3 separate regions of the Mus musculus genome follow, and regions 1 and 3 are each linked to region 2. A link is a contact called in public HiChIP or PLAC-seq data. All regions are on one chromosome and are shown on one strand. The core of a region is the stretch at or near the end of the contact, and the rest is flanking DNA. Distances in the headings are between cores, read along the strand shown. Region 1 has its middle 21 kb from the start of Zfp990. Region 2 has its middle 26 kb from the start of Zfp992. Region 3 has its middle 5.3 kb from the start of Gm46898.

Region 1 (3,315 bases), core at 447-2,946, 990 kb after region 2:
GCGAAGACCTCATTATAAATCCAGACATACTTAATCTAATGGAACAAAAAGTGGAGAATAGCTTTGAACTTGTTGGATCAGGAAACAACTTCCTAAACTGAATGGTTGAGAAGCACCTGAAAAAATGTTCAACATCCTTAATCATCAGGGAAATGCAAATCAAAACAACCCTGAGATTCTACCTCATACTAGTCAGAATGGCTAAGATCAAAAATTCAGGTAACAGCAGATGCTGGATAGAATGTAGAGAAAAAGGAACACTCCTCCATTGCTGGTGAAATTGCAAGCTTGTACAACCACCCTGGAAATTAGTCTGGTGGTTCCTCAGAAAATTGTACATAGTACTACCAGAAGATCCAGCAGTACCTCTCCTGGGCATATACCCAGAAGATGTTCCAACTGGTAAAAAGGACACATGCTCCACTATGTTCATAGCAGCCTTATTTATTTTAGCCAGAAGCTGGAAAGAACCCAGATGTCCCTCAACAGAGGAATGGATACAGAAAATGTGGTACATTTACATGATGGAGTACTACTCAGCTATTAAAAACAATGAATTTATGAAATTCTTAGGTAAATATATGTATCTGGAGGAGATCATCCTGAGAGGTAACCCAATCACAAAAGAACTCACTTGATATGCACTCACTGATAAGTGAATATTAGCCCAGAAACTTAGAGTACCCAAGATACAATTTGCAAAACGCAAGAAAATTAAGAAGAAAGACCAATGTGTGGATACTTCATTCCGTCTTAGAATAGGAAACATAATACCCGTGGAAGGAGTTAAAGAGAAAGAGTTTGGAGCTGAGAGTAAAGGAAGGACCATCCAGAGACTGCTCCACCTGGGGATCCATCCCATAATCAGCCACCAAAAGCAGACACTATTGCATACACCAGCAAGATTTTGCTGAAAGGACCCTGATATAGCTGTCTCTTGTGAGGCTATGTCAGTGCCTGGCAAATATAGAAGTGGATGCTCACAGTCATCTATTGGATGGAACACAGGGCCCCCAATGGAGGAGGAAGAGATAGAACCCAAGGAACTGAAGGGGTCTGCAACCTATACGTGGAACAACAACGTGAACTAACCAGTACCCCCCTGAGCTCGTGTCTCTAGCTGCATATGTAGCAGAAGATGGCCCAGTCTGCCATCATTGGGAAGAGAGGCCCCTTGGTCTTGCAAACTTTATATGTCCCAGTACAGGGGAACATCAGGGCCAAGAAGTGGGAATGGGTGGGTAGGGGAGCACGGCAGGGGGAGGGTAAAAGGGACTTTCAGGATAGCATTTGAAATGTAAATGAAGAAAATATCTAATAAAAAATGAAAAAAAAAGAATGCAGACAGTTGATCTTCTCCAACAAGAGGTCTCTGAAAAAGACCCTGAGTGCAGGGTCTAAGCATTCCCACATCTGCAAGAAGTCCACATTGCAGAATTCAACAAAACATGAATGTGCATAGGCAGAGTGCTTTTCATGAACTAAGGAGCCATTTTTCCTCATGTAAGTGAGCAATCAAAATTGTTTAAAAATGCTATCTAATTCTGTCTTAATCTACAGGAAGTTGTCTACATATAAAAATATTTTAGCCTGCTATCATTCTCTCAAAGCATGCTGGGCTGAACTTTGGAAGTATTTAAAGAAATTCAGGAGGAAAAGCTAACTGGGGTGCCTATTAACATATCAATGCAGACATTGTTGCCTAGGTGCTTTCTTGGCTCCTGATTCTGGATCCAACCAGAGAACTCAGACTGCTTTCTCCCTCAGACTGAAATGCCAAAAATTAACCTCTAAGCACCACCAGCAGAAGAACAGGTAACTTCTTGGAATGCTGCAGGCTGCAAGTCTTAGGAAACTAATAAAGCCTCATAGGAAATTACAATACCCTATACAACCCCCTGTATCATGTGAGGAAAGTCCATATCTTAGTCAGGATATAAATATTAATAAAGCTTGCCATATGGTGGAATTGGTTTTTCTCTGGTGATACCCTGGGTTAACAGAACCTACAATATATGTTCTTCTCAGTCATAATTTGCAGCAATCTTGTTTTCATTTTCATTCAAACCTAAGATGTAATATTAATATCTAAGCCTGTGAAGACATATTCTGAATGGTGTATTTAGATCAAAGCCTGCATATACCTTAGTATATTAATGGAGAAATTAATGGAGAGTGTAACTTTATTCAGTAAATGTTAGTATTTACAGTCATATGATGGTGCTTTATAACCTACATTTTCTAATTCAATCAAATCTGCAATGGTCCCTCATATGACTAATATCTAAAATGCTCTCTTGGGATGTCTATTCAGTCCCCTGTTAAAAGGGAAATGAAGTAGCAAACAGAGAAACAGGGGAGTTAGGAAACATGGGAGAATTTGAGTTCAAGGAGCTTTATTGAGGCTTTAGCATAGAGAATTCCTGTGTACAAACTACAGATACTGCCACGGATCTAAGAGGATATTTTAGAAAAAATTCTGGAAATTATAAAATTAATTAAAACATCACCAAAAACCCCAGGTTCATAGTATCTCAAACTTCCCCAAAATGGTAAGATATCCATGACAGAATTGTGAGAGTGGCAGGAGAAAATACACCCCTGCCCACACCCCTGTTCTCCTGCCCATTTCCCAGCCCAACAGCTGCTCTGACCTTGAAGTTGAAAGGACCGGCTGCTGAATGTTCTGGGAGTAAGGCACAGCAACTTCAGCTTAAGGTGGTACCACAAATACTCCAGACTACTCTTCCACTATGACTCCTGACCATGATGTAGCTGAGATACATTGTCTTTTATATATGAAGGACAAGCCCCCTTTTAAAAACTGTATAACAGGTATTTTACTATTTTATCCCCACCTTTCAGAATTACAAGTCTTGCTTCAATTTAGAAATTGCCTTTCCTCTAATGGGCATGTTCAAGTTCATTCTATGCTTCTTGGTCATATACATGAAGGTAAGGATTAATTTAATTTCTTAACAAAAGCTTGTTGCTTTTCCTATGAAGGTAACTTAGCAAGATCTTACATTACAAATCACCATTGCACTCAGAGAAACTGCTCCTGCATTCCTGCAAAGCTGTTAGCTCAGCTTGGGTATTTAACCCCTGATGAGCCTATATCCCTGTAATTTAAAACAGACAAATGTTACACATGTCCTGTCTTTTGGAAAGTTTGCTTTTATTCCTGTATGTATGTACGCTTCATTCTCATTGTTATTTATGCCTTGGCCTAACCTGGGGAAACTTTCAAAGATATGATACAGTATTTGTTTCATTAGTTTATAATGCCAAGGGCTCAAATCAGAAAATACCATT
Region 2 (3,275 bases), core at 294-2,793:
CAAGGCCTTAATGTGGAATCGAACAACACTATCTGAATGAAAAATTATTCAAAGAAATAAGTCTACCCCCCACCCACTCCCCATTTGGTGGACCCAAGTTTGGTTGAATTAAATCCACAGTTATCTCATACAACTAAAAACTTAAATTATAAATCATAAGCCCCACACAGATGATCCAAACACATCATTTCTGACAGTGGCTTGTTCCAGGGAGTCTAACATAGGCAAAGCCTACAGAGTTTGCCTTAGGATGAGGCACAGAACAGGTTAATTAAGGTCACTTACCTCTTCATCATTTACAGCAGATCAGAACCCAGATGTCTGACTTCTGAAGGCTTTCTGACAGGAATCCAGTAGAGTTGATTTCAAGGTTCACACAGGCACTAGTAGCTGTAACCTTATGTTGAAGATGTGATCCAAATGAAATCTATAACTAAGGGCAGCAAATCTGAGGTAGTCAACCTTGCGAAGGCTCAGTATCTGAACGTAAAGATGTTTGAATGGCCACTTGCTGCAGGTTTGGTTTTATACACAGAGCAAATATGGAAACACTGTTGAATCTAATTCACAAATACTTAAGACAATGAAACACCCCTAAATCCAACACACATCAAGATCAGTTGTGACTCTTGAACTTCCATAATGCAACAGGGACAGTCACTGGACTTTGAGGTCTTCAGTCAGTCACTGTAGATCCATAAATCAAAACGATGAATGGCTGTTCTTGGTGGTTAGCTGTGGTCTAATTACCTTCGTAGGCTTAGCAAAGACCATTCCTTACCTATACTGTGTGTGGCTGTACTTCTGATTCTCAAGCACAGCATACTGGTTGTCTAGCTGAAGTTTAAGGGCCTGGTTTTTTGAAACCTCCTCCCTATCTCTATTTTTGTGTCTTACTACTTCAAAGCTCTTCTCCATTTCTTTATCCTTCCGGCTCTCTACATGCTTGTCAGTGGACTGCAGGGATGGGAACTGTGTGTCACTGTATATTTCCGGTGGTCCTTGTGGTGTTTTCCTTGTTGTGGTTAGCCTTGCCTCAGGAGGCCTAAATACACCACTGGGCATTGCTGGCCCCGGGGTTTCTGTAACTGTTACTGGAGCAGGAGGCGCTTGTACCAGAACGGTTTTATTCCAGGGACCTGGAGATTTTTCTGCTCCACTGCCACCTCTACCTTCTTCCCAATTATCTCCTGGATCTTCTCTCTTCTCATTATCATCATCTTGCTTTTCACTTATTTGCATTGCCTGAACTCTTAATCCACTGTAATCAACCTCTATGTGCTCAAATTCTTTCCACTCATTTTCATCCTTCGTTATGGCCTTGTCGGCCGGGCCCGCGCTCCCGCTGTCTCTGGACCTAGCACCAGAGCCCGAGCTCCCTAAGTCGCCCGACCTGGCACCTGAGACCGAGCTCCGGCCATCGCCCGGCCTGGAGCCCGCCGCCGCGCTGCTCCCGTCAGTGCCGCTCGCAACGTTGGCCGCCCGACTGCTCCGTTCCTTCTTTTTCTTGTCCCTCTTGGCGAAGAAGTTGTCCAGGCTCCGCTCCTCGGTCTCGGCCTTGACCGTGGTCCGGATGGGTGGGGGCGGCGCTCGCGGCTCCGAGTTCTGGGTCAAGGCCGCTGTGCGCTCAGGCTGCGGGGTGTGGCGTCGCCTCAGCCCCGCGGGGTCGTCGAGGCGCAGGCGGCAGGACCGCCGGCTCCCCCCGTGCTCTGGTGTGACGTCGCCTCAGCCCCACGGGGTCGCCGAGGCGCGGGAGGCAGGGCGGCCGGCTCCCCCGTGCTCTGGTGTGACGTCGACTCAGCCCCACGGGGTCGCCGAGGCGCGGTTGGCAGGGCGGCTCCCCCCGTGCTCTGGTGGTATGCTCCTCCCCGGGAACCGCGAGCGTGGAGCAGGGTCGCGCCCGCACCGCTGCCTGAGGGACTAGGAAGACGTTCCCTGGCGAAAGCTCAGCTAAGGATGGCGCCAGAAGGAGGAAGATGCTCGGGCCTGAGGAGGGGCGAGAGGACTGGGAGGGAAGGAAGGAGGGCGGGAAACCAGCTGAGAGAGGCAGCACCGCGCCTGTGCGCTCAGTTCCGTCCTCCGCTGTGGGCGTGCCGAGGGGGGCGGGCGGCGGGATGAGAAGGGGGCGGGTCTTCCGGGAGAGCCAATCAGATGTTATTTCATTTCTTTTTCATTTACCTTGCATTAAATACACAGTGCTTTCAAATTCATGGCTACTGTTTGATTTAGTTGTTGTTACCATTTGACATTGACTGAAGTTACTCTGCAGGACTTATCAACTTAGGTAGAGATTGCAGCAGTGGGCAACGAGTGTGTAACAAATTATGTACACAAAATACCCTGTTCTTTGTAAGAGGAACAGTAAGTTCTCTTGGAGACAAATAAATTCTCCTAAAATAAATATTTCCCATACTAGGGCTCTGTCTGTCCCTGGGGTGGCAGTGCAGAGCTAGTAATGCCCCAGCTGTCTGAGTCATTTGATCTCTTGAATCCCCCAAATAGAGGATCTACTGCTGTCCTGTGGCCAAGCTTCATGGTACAAGTTAATGAGGGACTCTGACCAGGCCTACCATCCTAGGGATGGTACTATTAATGTGGAAACATGGAATAAAATTGGTGAGCGAATTAGAAGCTTTTAGGCTGCTCATGGTCCTGAAAAGGTGCCCATTGAAGCTTTTACTTTGTGGTCCTTAGTAAAGGAATGCCTGAGAGTAGATACAGGAGATGAGAAATGGGCATGGGGGACTCCATCGACAGTAAACCCGAGAAAGGTAGGAAGAGTGGCTAGAATATGGGACACACATTAAGTAGACATGAATTGTTTTTAACAGGATCTCAAGGAATCCCTCAAGACACGAGGAACATGGGTTAAGAAAATTTGTTCACAGCCAAGAGCTGCTCTAGGTGGGAGGAATAGGGTTTAAAATAAAATAAAATAAATAAAGAGTAAAACACAAAACTACAAAAACATAATAACAGGTGTTAGAAAAATTCTTACATTTACGTTGTTCTTAATTCCCAGAAGTAGGAATGATATGTGTGTGTGTGTGTGTATTCATATATATATGAAAGAATTTGACAAGTTTGAGGAGTAATTAGGAGAGTTAGAAAAGCAGGGCACTGGGCAGCAACTATCAGAAGCTACCACTGTGACTCCTCACCCTTTGCTGGCAGAATTCCCAGAAGAAGGAGATAAAGAATTAGACTTTGAACATGAGAGAGAAAAAGATAGAGAGACTAGGTTTCAGAAAAGCAGTTATCCCCTGTTCGGGACC
Region 3 (3,779 bases), core at 34-2,533, 930 kb before region 2:
TTAAAATACATTAGTAGTTTTGTGACCAAATTTAAATTAAGTATGTGTTAAAATTTAAGCCATTATGCAGTGTAAGAGGACATGGAGTTTTGTTGTTAGAAACAGCATTTACTTTTATTGTACTTAAGAGGTAACAAAATATGATAAGACATCCAGATCAGGATAGAGTTTGACTTAATTATTCATTTTTAAGCTAATAACAAGGATAACTAATTTTTAAAAATATATCATTATGTTGCAATATATTAATCATCTGTAAACTCTAAAATATCTGTATAAGCCTTAAAGTAGGTTCTTAAATAATAATTTAAAAAGTTATTTAGAGTTATCTCTTACATAGTTCTTGAAAAGCGCATTCGTTTGACTTTAAAGAGGCAGAAGTAGTAAGAAAATCACATAAACATCTTCAAAGCGTTCATATTCATATGTCTATTGCCATATATGTGATATGTATACGAAAGCACAGGCATAAATCATCCTTTTAATCTTTGGAATAGAGTTTAGTATTTCAAGGGAGTGCACAGGAAGATCATATCCTACAGAAGGTGCAACCATCTCTTAAAGTTAATGTAGGTCCTCAAGAAATATGGGACAAGTTAATGTATATCCTCAAGCAATACAGGCCAGAAGTGGGATAAGGATCAAAGAGATAGCATCTAGACCAGTACAGTGGGAGTATGTATATCTTACCCTAAAAGCAGATTTGAAAATGTTTTATTTAAAAACTCATATTAGGTGCGAGCTGAACCACCTGGGTGCGATGTGCAGAGGTAGAGCATCCGCCAGCGAGGCTCCGGAGCCCAGGTCCGAAGAAGCGGGGTCCAGAGCCGGCGCCTCGCGCCACAGGCCGCCCCCCGGGCTCAGGAGCCTAAGGAGCCGCAGCGAAGGGAGGGAGGCGCCGCGCCGTTCGCGTCCCCCGTCTCAGGACTCCACAGCCCGCGCCGGCGGCCCTCACTCCTCCAGGCTTCGGGAGGGCTCGCGGCGGTGGGGTAGCCAGGCGGAGCTCTGGAAGCCGCGGTCGCGTGGCGTCGTGCTCCGGCTCCAGCCGCCGCCGGCCCCGCCAGCCAGCCGCGCCGCCCTGCTCCGTCCCGGGCTGCGTTCGCCGGCGCTCCTCGCCGCTGTGGAGACAATGGAGGGCGGCAGAGCGCACGCGCGGCCCGCGCCCCCTCCCTCCTCTCGCACCCCCCCCCCCCGCCGGGTTAACCCTTTCGCGGCCCCTGCGGCGCAACGGCGAGCTGCGGCCTCGGAGGTCCCCACCCACCCACCGCCTGCGCCCCGGGCGGTCCAGGGACAGGACGTCTCCAGCCGCGACAGAGATAACACTTCCTCTGGAACACAGCTCTGCTGTAGTCGCGGCGAAAGTCGAATCACTATCTTCAAAACGAGACCCTGAGTGGGGGGAGGGGTAACGACGGTTTTAGCGGGTAGGAAGGAAACATGAAGAAGAAAGAAAAACCAACTAATAAAGCCTACCTGGGTTTGAGGGTCACTGGGCGAGCTCCCCTCCCACCACAGACCTGTCCTCACAGCACCCTCTGGTGGATATGCTGTCCATTCGTTTGGAGGTTCTCCATCCAAGGACCCCAGTCAACCTTAGGAAGTTTACCATGGGGGGTGGGGGGTGGGGGGGGGAGGGAGGGGGGAGGGAGTCAGCTTGGACCCAAACACCTGGAGTCTTTATTTGGGATTAGCTGTTAGGAGATACAACAGTGCCCCAGTGGCGCCTAGACTTTGCTGTCGTTAGATCAGAACCAACTATTTGGGTCTAAATCGATTCCTTAGGCTAGAATATAATCCTCAAAATCAATAGGTGGATTAAAAAAAAAAAAACCGGCAAAATAGAACCATGCAGCGGAGCTGTTTTAGAAACTCCTTGCCCAAGGCCGATTGCTGTTTTGTTTATCATGTATTTTGACATAGAGCCATATTTTGACATAGAGCTACGAGGCAAGGGCACAGTACTCAATATTTGTTGACCAAATTGCAAAAAAAAATAAAAATAAAAACTCATATTAATCATCTCCCTTTAAGATATGGTCCCTTTAAGACGAGTACTCTGGCTTTTATGTCGACATGTATTATGAAAACAACAATAAAACATATAACCATATATATATTCATACATAATAGACATTTAATAGCTGGGTGGTCAGCCATGGTGCATGGTTTCTAATTACAGCACCCAGAAGGCAGAGTCCCAGAAACTATCTCAAAAAAAAAAAAAAAAATCAAAACCACAAAAAAAGAAAGAAAAAATTTTCAACATTATTATTTGTTTGTATTACATTTCCTATAATCCTCATTGTGAAAAGGAAACAAAATAGAGATCTTCAGTAAACATGTAAATCTATTAATTTATAGATGGCCCAGTACAAAAACAAACAAACAAGCAAACAAAAACACATACATACAAACATAAATACACTTAACAGTTTTATACTAAGAATAGTGTGGCCTACTCAATTATTCTTTTTATATTATATGTAGGAAAGTGACTTAGAACGTTAAAGAAACAATAAGGGTGGCTGGTGAGATGGCTCAACAGTTAAGCGCTCTAACTGCTCTTCCAAAGATCCTGAGTTCAAATCCCAGCAACCACATGGTGGCTCACAACCATCCATAATGAGATCTGATACCCTCTTTTGGAGTGTCCAAAGACAGCTACAGTGTACTTACATATAATACATAAGTAAATCTTAAAAAAAAAAGAAATAAGATAAGTCACCACTGGGATAACCATCAAAACAATTTATGAATTATGCAAAACTGCCACAATGTCCTCAAGCAAGATAGCTGCGTATAATGGTCAAAAGCATAGACAGATGGGAGGGAGAATCCTCTGGCTCAACGTTGTAGCATTCATTAAACAAACTTAGACTTAAAAAATAAACAAGAGTATTTTGAAGAAATAATATGAATTTTATGTTATTATATATATATATATATATATATATATATATATATATATATATATGAGATGAAATAGTATGTATATTTAGCTTCTGTTTTGGAAGGAAATCCTGATCAATTTTATGTATATGACATTAACTTTTATAGCTTAATGAAATCTTGACCCAACAAATGTTATTTTTTCTTTTCTCCCACTTCTTTTTTTTAAAGTTTTTAAAAATGTTATTATTTTAAAACAATAAGCATTTTAAGGTTTATGAAACATTTAACATTTCCAAATATATTATTATTGTTTTTAAAAACTTTTTGTTGATTCTTTGTGAATTTCATCATGTACCCCAATTCCACTCATCTCATCTCTTCATATCTGCTTTCTACCCTTGCAACCTCCTCCCTTAAATAAAATAAAATAATAATAATAATAATAAATACAGCACAGAAAACATCTCATTGTGTAAGCTACAGCTTTGATCTACAGGACCAGCCCTTTCACAAGCTCCAGCAGTTCAGAGGTGAGGTAGATGTTGGAGTGGCCCAACTCAAAGCCCTGGATCTGAACCTAGGGGATAGCTGAGTTAGTCAGCCTGCCAGCTCTCCTGCACCCACACCACCAGGGTGAGCTCTCCAGCACTGCCCTGGCCAGCTCACCCCGTGCTGCAGCTGGCAAGGGGCAGAATCAGCTCTCCTGCTCTCTCTTGAGGTTTGGTCTGTTACTATGTATTTAATACTAAATTCTGTACCTGAAGGTCTGGGCCTTGTGCAAACCTGGCCCAGGTAGACAAATTAGTTAGCCTCTAGTCCTCTAGTCCTGTAGCATTCCTATCTCTCCAGAGTATTGGAGTTCTGATATGTCAACCCCTTTCTGTAAG

What was found. HiChIP or PLAC-seq counts read pairs in DNA pulled down with a chosen protein or histone mark.
Region 1: a contact with region 2 is called in an H3K4me3 HiChIP or PLAC-seq map of embryonic stem cells, with 11 times the contacts expected there. The contact joins two enhancer-like sites. A contact is called at or near these places in 3 of 15 datasets of contacts at CTCF or cohesin (embryonic stem cells and stem cell-derived epiblast-like cells), 1 of 484 Hi-C or Micro-C datasets (embryonic stem cells), 12 of 115 datasets of contacts at active chromatin or transcription factors (cardiomyocytes, embryonic stem cells, pancreatic cancer cells and 3 more) and 3 of 9 other capture datasets (embryonic tail, embryonic trunk and macrophages).
Region 3: an H3K4me3 HiChIP or PLAC-seq map of embryonic stem cells shows a contact between it and region 2, with 18 times the contacts expected there. The contact joins two enhancer-like sites. A contact is called at or near these places in 1 of 15 datasets of contacts at CTCF or cohesin (large pre-B cells), 1 of 484 Hi-C or Micro-C datasets (bone marrow-derived macrophages) and 9 of 115 datasets of contacts at active chromatin or transcription factors (acute myeloid leukemia, bone marrow-derived dendritic cells, embryonic limb bud and 2 more).

The regions. Positions count from the first base shown.
Region 1 is chr4:145,487,967-145,491,281 of GRCm38.p6, reverse strand. No RefSeq gene overlaps it. Among named protein-coding and RNA genes, the nearest start is that of Zfp990, 21 kb to the left of the region's middle. Within about 2 kb of position 1,696, at least 1 of the 459 cell types and tissues checked has an H3K27ac peak or open chromatin away from gene starts, as enhancers often do. A contact at or near this core is called in embryonic stem cells, where this site is marked.
Region 2 is chr4:146,473,614-146,476,888 of GRCm38.p6, reverse strand. It overlaps the pseudogene Vmn2r-ps16 and the pseudogene Gm13241. Among named protein-coding and RNA genes, the nearest start is that of Zfp992, 26 kb to the right of the region's middle. Within about 2 kb of position 1,543, at least 13 of the 459 cell types and tissues checked have an H3K27ac peak or open chromatin away from gene starts, as enhancers often do. A contact at or near this core is called in embryonic stem cells, where this site is marked.
Region 3 is chr4:147,404,550-147,408,328 of GRCm38.p6, reverse strand. No RefSeq gene overlaps it. Among named protein-coding and RNA genes, the nearest start is that of Gm46898, 5.3 kb to the left of the region's middle. Within about 2 kb of position 1,283, at least 77 of the 459 cell types and tissues checked have an H3K27ac peak or open chromatin away from gene starts, as enhancers often do. A contact at or near this core is called in embryonic stem cells, where this site is marked.